Linked DNA regions of Ovis aries: region 2 is linked to region 1. The links are chromatin contacts, called in public Hi-C maps. All regions are on one chromosome and are shown on one strand. Each heading gives the region's core, a stretch centred on a gene start, on an enhancer-like site or on the middle of the called end of the contact. The rest is flanking DNA. Distances are from core to core; before and after follow the strand shown. Region 1 holds the start of ARHGAP5 (Rho GTPase activating protein 5). Region 2 overlaps AKAP6 (A-kinase anchoring protein 6).

Region 1 (4,372 bases), core at 581-3,080:
CTCACATCCTACCCCGAGCTTTAGGAGCAGACAAGAAATTGGTGAACAGAACCCAGGGTCCGGGGGAAGCTAGGGGGAAAAAGTGAAAGGGCCGATCCCCCAGAAAGGCGCTCAAGTTTGCAATGAAGACTGCGTCTCCGCGAATATGCGCCCACCCTACCTCTCCCCTTCCAGGTGGAACTCGTTAACAGCAGCCGCCTGGCTAATAGACACCGCCACCTTCCTCCCCCACGCACCATCCGAGACCAGGGCAAGTGAGGGCGGCGGGCTGGAGCGGACTCTGGCCACCACCAGGCCTCCGCCGACCCCTGCCCCATCACCTGTGGGGAAAGCGCCCCCTCCCCCGGCCTCTCTGCCCTTCACGCCGCCCGTCTCCCCCCCACGGCAGCCGCTCCCCGCCCCGGCCTGCGAGGACAGAGCGCGGCGCCGGGCTCCCCTCCGCGGCGGCGGGGCCCCAGCCCCTTGAACTGGTTACAACCGGCGGCGGCGACCGAGCGGGGCAGTGGGCGGCGGGAGGGTTCCCGGCGGGGAGGGGGCTAACGGGCAGGCCCAGAGGAGCGGGGAGTCGCAAGGTCCTACCTAACACCGTCGGTCTCCTCCGTCTCCTCCTCAACGGCAGCGGCCCCGGTGGTGGCGGCGGCAGCGACATTCCTGGGGAGCGCTCCCGCCGCCGCCTCCTCCTCCACTCTCTGCTCGCCTCTCTTCCCTGGCGCGCTCACCGAGCGCCGCGTCCCTTCAGCCACCTCCCCCAGCCCGCCCCAACACACACGCCCCGAAACCTCAAGCCCTACGGCTCCCGTGGCCGGGTAACCCACCCTCCCTCCCTCCCAGCCACCAGCGGCGGCCCCGTCCCTCCCCCCTTCCCCGGCGCCCGCCGCCGCGCCGGGCTCAGTAATGGCGGCCACTCGGGCTCCCTCGCGCTGACGGATCTCTCCCTCTCTCCCGAACTTTACCTCAGCATCTCTCCCGGCGCGCACCGCCGGAACGCACACGCGCGCGCGCGCGCTGCCACACACCCGGCCGGGGGCGGAGCGGCGGCGCAACCTCGACGGGGCGCGCGCGCGCGCACCCGCACCGTCCTCCCCACAATCCCCCGCCCCCGCCGCCCTCACCTCGCGACGCCTCCCGCGCCGCGCGCCCGGCTGGGCCCCGCCCCTGCCCTCGTCTCCCGGGAGCCTGGGAAGGCGCGAGCGCCGGAGCCGGAGGGAGGGAGCGAGCGCGCGGGGCCGCGTTCTCGCTCGCGTCCCGGCTCCCCCATTGGCTTCTGCCCCTCCCCCTTCTTCCTCCGCCTCTCCCATCCATTGGTTCCCTCTCCTACTCCATTCCTTCTCACCTTTTCCCTTTTACCCATTGGCGTGAATATTTTTCCTCTGCTTTCCCCTTTCTCCGTATTCTGCTCCTCCTCCGTCCCATCCTCCACGCTTTAGAAGCTGCCGACCATGCAGCTCTGAGCACTGTCGTCTCCGAACCTTCCCTGCTTTCTCCCTTTCCTTCTGTTCCGGTTTCTGGCCGTAACTGGGAGCAAACCACAATACTGCAAAGGGACCTGATATTGTGTTAGCCGTTACAAAACATCGCATGGGCACTGAATGATTCTCGATAAATCAGCCTACGCTGTCTGAGTATTAAAGAATTCAAGAGAGGAAAATATATGCACCAAGCTCGTTCCCGGGGACATGCTCCCGCGTGTGCAGCCAGTTTCCTGCCTGGGATCGCTGGCCAACTAGACGGCACCCGCCCGGGACCTGGTGCCGTACTCACCCAGAAAGCAAAACTCCATGGGAGCAAGAAGATTCCGTTTCTCCGTCGACACCGCACAGGGACGGAGGCAGGCCCTCGGTTTAATCCATTCTTAAGGAAATTGAGCGAGATGCCAAGACATGGGGCGGATTGAATTCGGGGTGGCCCAGAAGACCCCTGCTCACACTACTACTGAGCAAACCTTTAGGAACCATCGGTCACCTGGCTCTTATTATACTGTCTCAAATATAGTCAATATTTTTGGAGACGTAGAAATCTCACAAGTTTGGAGGTACCCTGGGCTTTTGGCGTATTTCTTATCTGAGCACTGGCATTGAGTCGTGGTTAAAGGGCGGTGGAAAAATGTCTTTTCTTTCATCACTGAAGAAACTGAGGTCTTGTGACTTTCCCAAGGTCATCAGAATCTGTCTTACACATAGTTCTTAAAATAGCTGCCGGCAGATGAAAGAATGAATGAGCAAAAACATAAATCTACCCCAATTTGTTACGTTTAAAAGAAAGAAGTAATGTGGGGGCCAATTTCTTTTTGGGAGTAGATTTATTTCCTGCATTGAAAACGGTTCATCATCAGTAAACATATAAAAAAGTCTTTTAAATTTAAAGTATTCTTTATTTCTTATGTTACATAAGGTACTTTAGTTAGCCAAGGTTGCTTTTTAGTGTTACAATGATGCAGCTGCTTCCAACCAGAAGTATGTTTAGGGTCTGTCAGTAAAGAAAAACAAAACTGCCTTTTGGTAAAAATCAGTTAGAAAATATTTGTCTGTAAATCTGCCACAGAATTTCAGCAGAAGTCCTGTTCCTTTCTTCCATACCCCTGCCCTTCTACTCCGTATTTCTCTAAGGTAAACTTAATAGACAGAAGCAGAAGAGATGTTTAATTTCTCTGTTTCTTGCTCCCTAATTTTAAAAAGGCATGACTACAATTACTTCCTCCAGCCACTCCCTTGCATCTGAATGGTACCAAATAGGTTGAGTGAGGTACATAGGTACTTATTTCTTTCAGTTATAAACCCTAGGCAAGGAAAAAGGACACTACAGAAAACTTGCAAAGAAAGAAAATATAGAAAAAAGGAAGAAAAAGAGAGGAGGAAATTTTAGAGAGTGGACCCATCAAAATGCAGTACTAATGCCTTAATACACACATCACTTGTACAGGTTGGAAAGCCCATGCATTTAAATGCGTTTTTTGACCTTTGTATTAAAAGTTCCTAAAAGTACGAGAAGCCAATTCAAAGCTATAATTTAATACTTGATGTTGAAGTATTAAGTACTATAATAGGGTGTCCACCCTAATGTAAAAATTATTTCCTAAATAATCAGAAATTTCATAACCATGGCATGTATCAGTACAAACCAAAGTCAAATCAGGGCTTTTAAAGGTGTTAACATTCTTTATATATTATTGTTTTCTTCAAACCAGGACATCATACCGAAGAATCAGGACATAAGACTGGAGAGAAAAAAAGACTTTTCAAATTTCTTTTTTCTCATAATATAGACACAAGAAAATGAAGCGGGACAGGGAAGGGGGGAAGCCATGGTTTTCAAATGATAGTTGTCATAACTGACATTGTTTTTACTCTTTAGTCCTTCTATATTATCCATCGTGATTTAAGGAGTCAACTTTACAACTTTGCTCCTTATTAATACTAATACACTGGTGAGCTGCTTACCAGTACAAATAACTAACAAGTTTATATCATTTTAATTTTTGTATCTGCTCCTCTCGCAAGAGAAAGCGTACAGTTTTCTGCATAAATAAAAATCTGAAAATGGAAAAAGGGGGTCAAACTTCTACGGTTATAAATGCTTAGATATATACAAATAAAGGCTATAAAGAGCAGAAAATAAAACTCAAGGATAATATGGTATATTTTAAAATTGATTAGGAACCATGCCTTCAGGGAAACAGCTTTAAACACCAACCCTCCCCACCCAAAACAAAAAAACTTTGAGAAAATAAGTAACTTATCATTTTACATACACACAGAAACACTCTGGAGAGATAAGAGTAAATATTACCAATCTCTCTTGGATCAACTACTCTTCTTATCTAAAAAGGAAAAAATTTAAGCACTTGTTCTCCACTGGATAATTAAAATCACCCAAAGCTTTGTTCTTCATTTACTTTGAAAAAATTAGCAGAATAAGATTTCAGTCGGGCATTTTAGGTTTTTAATTTAAATATCATCCACAAATTTCTAGTTCTTTAACACATCCTAACAAAGTATTCACATGCTTAGGATCAAAAGAGATGACAGCCATAAAAAATGTTATCAACATTCCAGCTTTTACCATCAGCAGTAACACTACATATAATATTCAGATGTTTGATGTGATTTGGTTTCAAAAGAACTTACCCTATAGAAGTGGGTACACCCCCTGCTGGAAATCTCTGATTATAACTACTTCGGCTTTTGTAGCCTGAACCAAAAATACAGGAAACGCCATAAAGGGCCTTTCCATTCATGACAAAATTAACCCATACTTTTTGCCTGTCTGACATTAAGACAGGCTTTTGGAAAACAGACTATCTCAGAATATCACCCTGATTACAGGAAAAATACATGAAAAAGTTGGAGAATAACAGAGGCAAATAACAATAACT
Region 2 (4,251 bases), core at 704-3,203, 360 kb before region 1:
TCTCAAATAAAAGTGTAATATTGAGCACGAATGCTCTAGAGCTGTGGAAGTGAACCAATGCACAAATTCTTCCCAAATGAATGGAAAGTTAGTTTCCACCTGAAAAACAATCAATATACTTCCTATCTTTCAAATCAAAGAGGAATAAACAAATATACAGAAATGTTTGACAGACGTGTGGAATCAGAACAAATTTTGGAAAATGAGGGAAGTGCAAACACCAAACTGAATTTTTAAGCTAAATGAAAGATCAAGTAGACTGGAAACATACCCCATGTAGAGAACTTCAATCCTCATCTCCCTCAGGGAGAAGCAATAGTTTCCTGCAAGCTGCAATCCCTTTTTCTTTTCTGTTTGTGAACTACAAGCCAGCCCCATCTGGAATTTAGTTTGGTACAAATAAGTTTGTCTGTCCATTTGTTTACCTTGAAGTCTTTTCTTTTCCTCTCCTCTGAGAATTCTAAGGATAACATTCATAGTCACTCTTTTTTTTTTTTAAACCAGAGAACTCGTTTGTATATTAAAAGCTGAACCATGTGAAATTACCTACGTTTAACTACCTTTTACCTACAAAAAGATAAATTTCATATGGTTCCACTTCATTTGTTGTAAATTGGATGGATGTGGTCTTGGGAGAACTGGGAAGTAAGGAAGTGGATGGGTAAGAAGAAGGGCTGTTTCCCAGTGAATTTTTACTTCATTTCTTCAAAGTTGTATCACAAAGCCAAACACTTGCTGAGGAATTGGAACCACTTCACAGGGAAGGAATTAAATTCTTTCAGTATTGATGAAAAGACAATGTGTTGCTAACAGCAGCAGACCTATGACCCAACTGTATGAGAAGGTGACAAGGAAGTAAACCACTAGCCAAGCAAAGGAAACAATGGCTTTCTGCCCCCTGCGCTGGGATGAAAGTTGCATATGCAGCAGCTGAACAAGTTATCTTGAGAAACACGACCAGGCAGTTTCCTACCATGTAAAAGCACTAGATTTTCAGTCCCCTCCCCTATAATCCATGCCCCTTCAATGAACCTTGTTCAGGCATGTTTATTAAACAATGGACAAATGCCTGAATTATGAACCTACAGGTCAAGCAGCAAGCAGCTCACTCCATTAATTAGGCATTTCAATCTCTTCTTCCCCAACTTCCTTGCTTTCTCTCTTTCTGCTTTGGAATTTTCATTAAGTATGACATTTGACTTATTCTGAGAGCAAACACTGTATTTTCTGGCTTTCTTAATTTGAAAGCCAGATGATCTCTTTACTGGCCCCAGGGAAGAGGGAAAACAACTTTTTGTCAACAATTGCACTTGGCTTTTCATTTCCTAGTTTTCAAACTCACAATTCCATTATTATCTGTTGTGCGTGTGCCCTGGAGATGGTGTGAGCAGCCTATAAAACAGGCTTCCAGTGAATCACTGCCTCTGAGGACCATCCCTCACTGTCTCTGTCTCCACCCCTGGGCCCCTCCCACTGCCCACCAAAGCTAAACTGTCATCTATGTTTTATTGAAAATAGTATTTTTAAATGTGTGATAAAGAAAGCAGTAGGTCAATCTTACAGAAAGTAAATACAGAACACGGAAACTTTTTTTCATATTGCAATTCCAACATTCTACAGGAATTTATATTTAGGCAAATATGGGTGTTTGAGAATGCTTTTGGACTCAACATTAATCATTCTGAGAGAGGAAGAGTCCAACCAGTTTAAACTAGATTTTTCTCTCTTTGTAACCCATGTGGCATTCCAAACATTTCTAAGCATTAGAGTTACATCATTTTCTCTCTTTTTTTCATTTAATACAAACAAGCCATTATATTCCATTTCACAACCTTTAAATTCCCAGTATCAAATTACCCAGCTGTTGTTTCAATCTCTCTCAGTTGCTAAGAGATGGGGATGGTGGCAGACCAGACCAATTTTCTTCAACACAGAATTGTAAGTTGACATAAGAGGGAACTAAATGCAGCCAAAGCACAAACAGCCCAACAGTTGGCAGCCAGGCTGTGTGTCTTTTCACAGCTGCAGGAGACAGTTGGTGCAGAGAACTTCATTGCCATCTCCCTGCCAACATCACTGCCATGTTTTCATGAGTTCTGCACAATGCCTCTCAGCAAAGAGAGGTATTTTCATTCGCATTACAGAGATCAGTCTCTTGTTACATTGGTGCTCTTAGAATTAAGTACCATGATCTTTTCAGGGTCAAGCCCTTTAATAATAATGATAACAATAACAACAATACAGAAAAGCTATAGGAACATTTATAGTCTCCCACTATTCTGCATAAGGCACTTATTCCCCCAGCTGCCAGGAGTGTTGGCTGCTTACTGCTCCCATCTGAGACCTTCTCTGGGGCTTGCCCTCAGCTGCCCCACCCAAGGTCACATCCTTCCCTGGGAGCACTCCATGTCCAATGCCTGCTCAGTGGGAGGAGGTAGAAAGCCTGGCAAAGGAGTGGGCCCAACTCTATGGAGTTCCCCATAGGAATGACTAATGCCTCTACCGCAGCACAGTGGTTCAACTCCTCCCTCTGCTAGGATGATGTTGCTCGCGTCTCTCAGATGGTTCATTCCAATAAGCCTCCAACATACAAATCTCAGAGCCTCAGAATGTGCTTCCTTAAGAAAGCAACCTACAAGGACAATTATCAATACATTCTCAAACCTCTGATTTCTTTGAAAGAACAAGCCACTTAGCTTCTACATATTGAAGTCTCAAAGAAATCCCAAAAGGACTGTTTTTCTTGGTTTATTCACAATAATCGTGCCAACACAAAAGTCAATAGCTCAGAATGCATGATACACGTGCTTACATAGTGGCACAAGGCAGTGTTTTTAATCTTGTCCAAACTCCAGTCAAGGGGCAACATCAATAGAATAATGGTAAAGAGGTAGATGAAACAGATAAGAAACTATAAAGACAGTTTATATTCTGGATGGGGGTGCAGGTTTCAGTTAAAGTTAACTGTGCAATGAAGATGTTAGCTGCAGCCCTGGTTCAGTTTGGTTCAGTCGCTCAGTTGTGTCCGACTCTGACCCCATGAATCGCAGCATGCCAGGCCTCCCTGTCCATCACCAACTCCCGGAGTTCACTCAGACTCACGTCCATCGAGTCAGTGATGCCATCCAGCCATCTCATCCTCTGTCATCCCCTTCTCCTCCTGCCCCCAACCCCTCCCACCATCAGAGTCTTTTCCAGTGAGTCAACTCTTCGCAGCCCTGGTAGGGAGAACACAATTCTATCTACTCCAACAGGGAGAAAGAATGTTGAAAGAATTTACAATAAAACTTGAATAAAGGTAGACTATACCTTAGGAAAAAGTGAGGTACTGGGTTGTGAAACTAAATCCCAGCTGATGGTCATAGACTTGGATTGCACCCCTGGCAGTGAAGATTTAAACATTTAAACTATGTATGAGAGGGTTCATAATATATGGGTTCCAAAAACAGCCCCAAGGTTTGCATTCTGGAACACAACGTGTTACTTCTCTATACCTGCCTGTAACTGGATTAAAGGACTGCTCATGGATCAAATAACTTCTGCTTCCTTCATTTGTGTGACTAGGAGATATGAAATGTAGAAATAAGTAGAGAGATGATAACATAAGGCATGGTACTTTGTGCTAGATTTAGTACTAAGTTTTGTAATTATAGAGATAATGTGTATTTATTATTTAAAGTTTTAAAATCTTTTAAGGAGTCTGAAATATAATATTGCTTTGAAGTTTTAATTTGAAATGTTTCACACTGTGATTTTATAAAATTCTGATTAATTTTTTAATATAAAACAATCTAGTTTATTATGGTTATGAGTTTGGCTTATTATATTTTTTAACTTGTCTAAGTGCATAGAAAGATTGGTTTAGTTAGGCTTCTAAGTCTATGGTATTATTCATCTAAGGTGTTTGAAATTATTAGATAGGTTAAAATGCTTTAGGAAACTTAACCAAATTTGTGAATGATGTTAATTTGTTAAACTTGAGATAACTGAACATTAACCAAAAAAGTTATCTTATTTTTGCACTATATTTACTAGGTATATTAATAAAGAGATAGATAAGATAAAATTAAGGCATAAGAAAAAAAATTCAACCTTTAAAATTTTCAACTTTAATAATGCAATCTCTATTGGGGCTGGTGCATGGGGATGACCCACAGAGATGTTATGGGGAGGGAGGTGGGAGGGGGGTTCATGTTTGGGAACGCATGTAAGAATTAAAGATTTTAAAATTTAAAAAATAAATAAATAAAT

The links. A called contact is a pair of places that touch in the nucleus more often than the background predicts.
Region 2: a contact with region 1 is called in a Hi-C map of skin fibroblasts, with 3 times the contacts expected there. The contact joins the enhancer-like site here to the promoter of ARHGAP5 in region 1. A contact is called at or near these places in 2 of 16 Hi-C or Micro-C datasets (skin fibroblasts and tail adipose tissue).

The regions. Positions count from the first base shown.
Region 1 is chr18:40,265,906-40,270,277 of ARS-UI_Ramb_v3.0, reverse strand. ARHGAP5 (Rho GTPase activating protein 5) reads right to left here and starts at 1,830. Exons shown (of 7, transcript XM_060401788.1): 1 at 1,762-1,830.
Region 2 is chr18:40,622,848-40,627,098 of ARS-UI_Ramb_v3.0, reverse strand. All of the region lies in intron 2 of AKAP6 (A-kinase anchoring protein 6), which reads right to left. Among named protein-coding and RNA genes, the nearest start is that of TRNAC-GCA, 120 kb to the right of the region's middle. Within about 2 kb of position 1,953, at least 15 of the 54 cell types and tissues checked have an H3K27ac peak or open chromatin away from gene starts, as enhancers often do.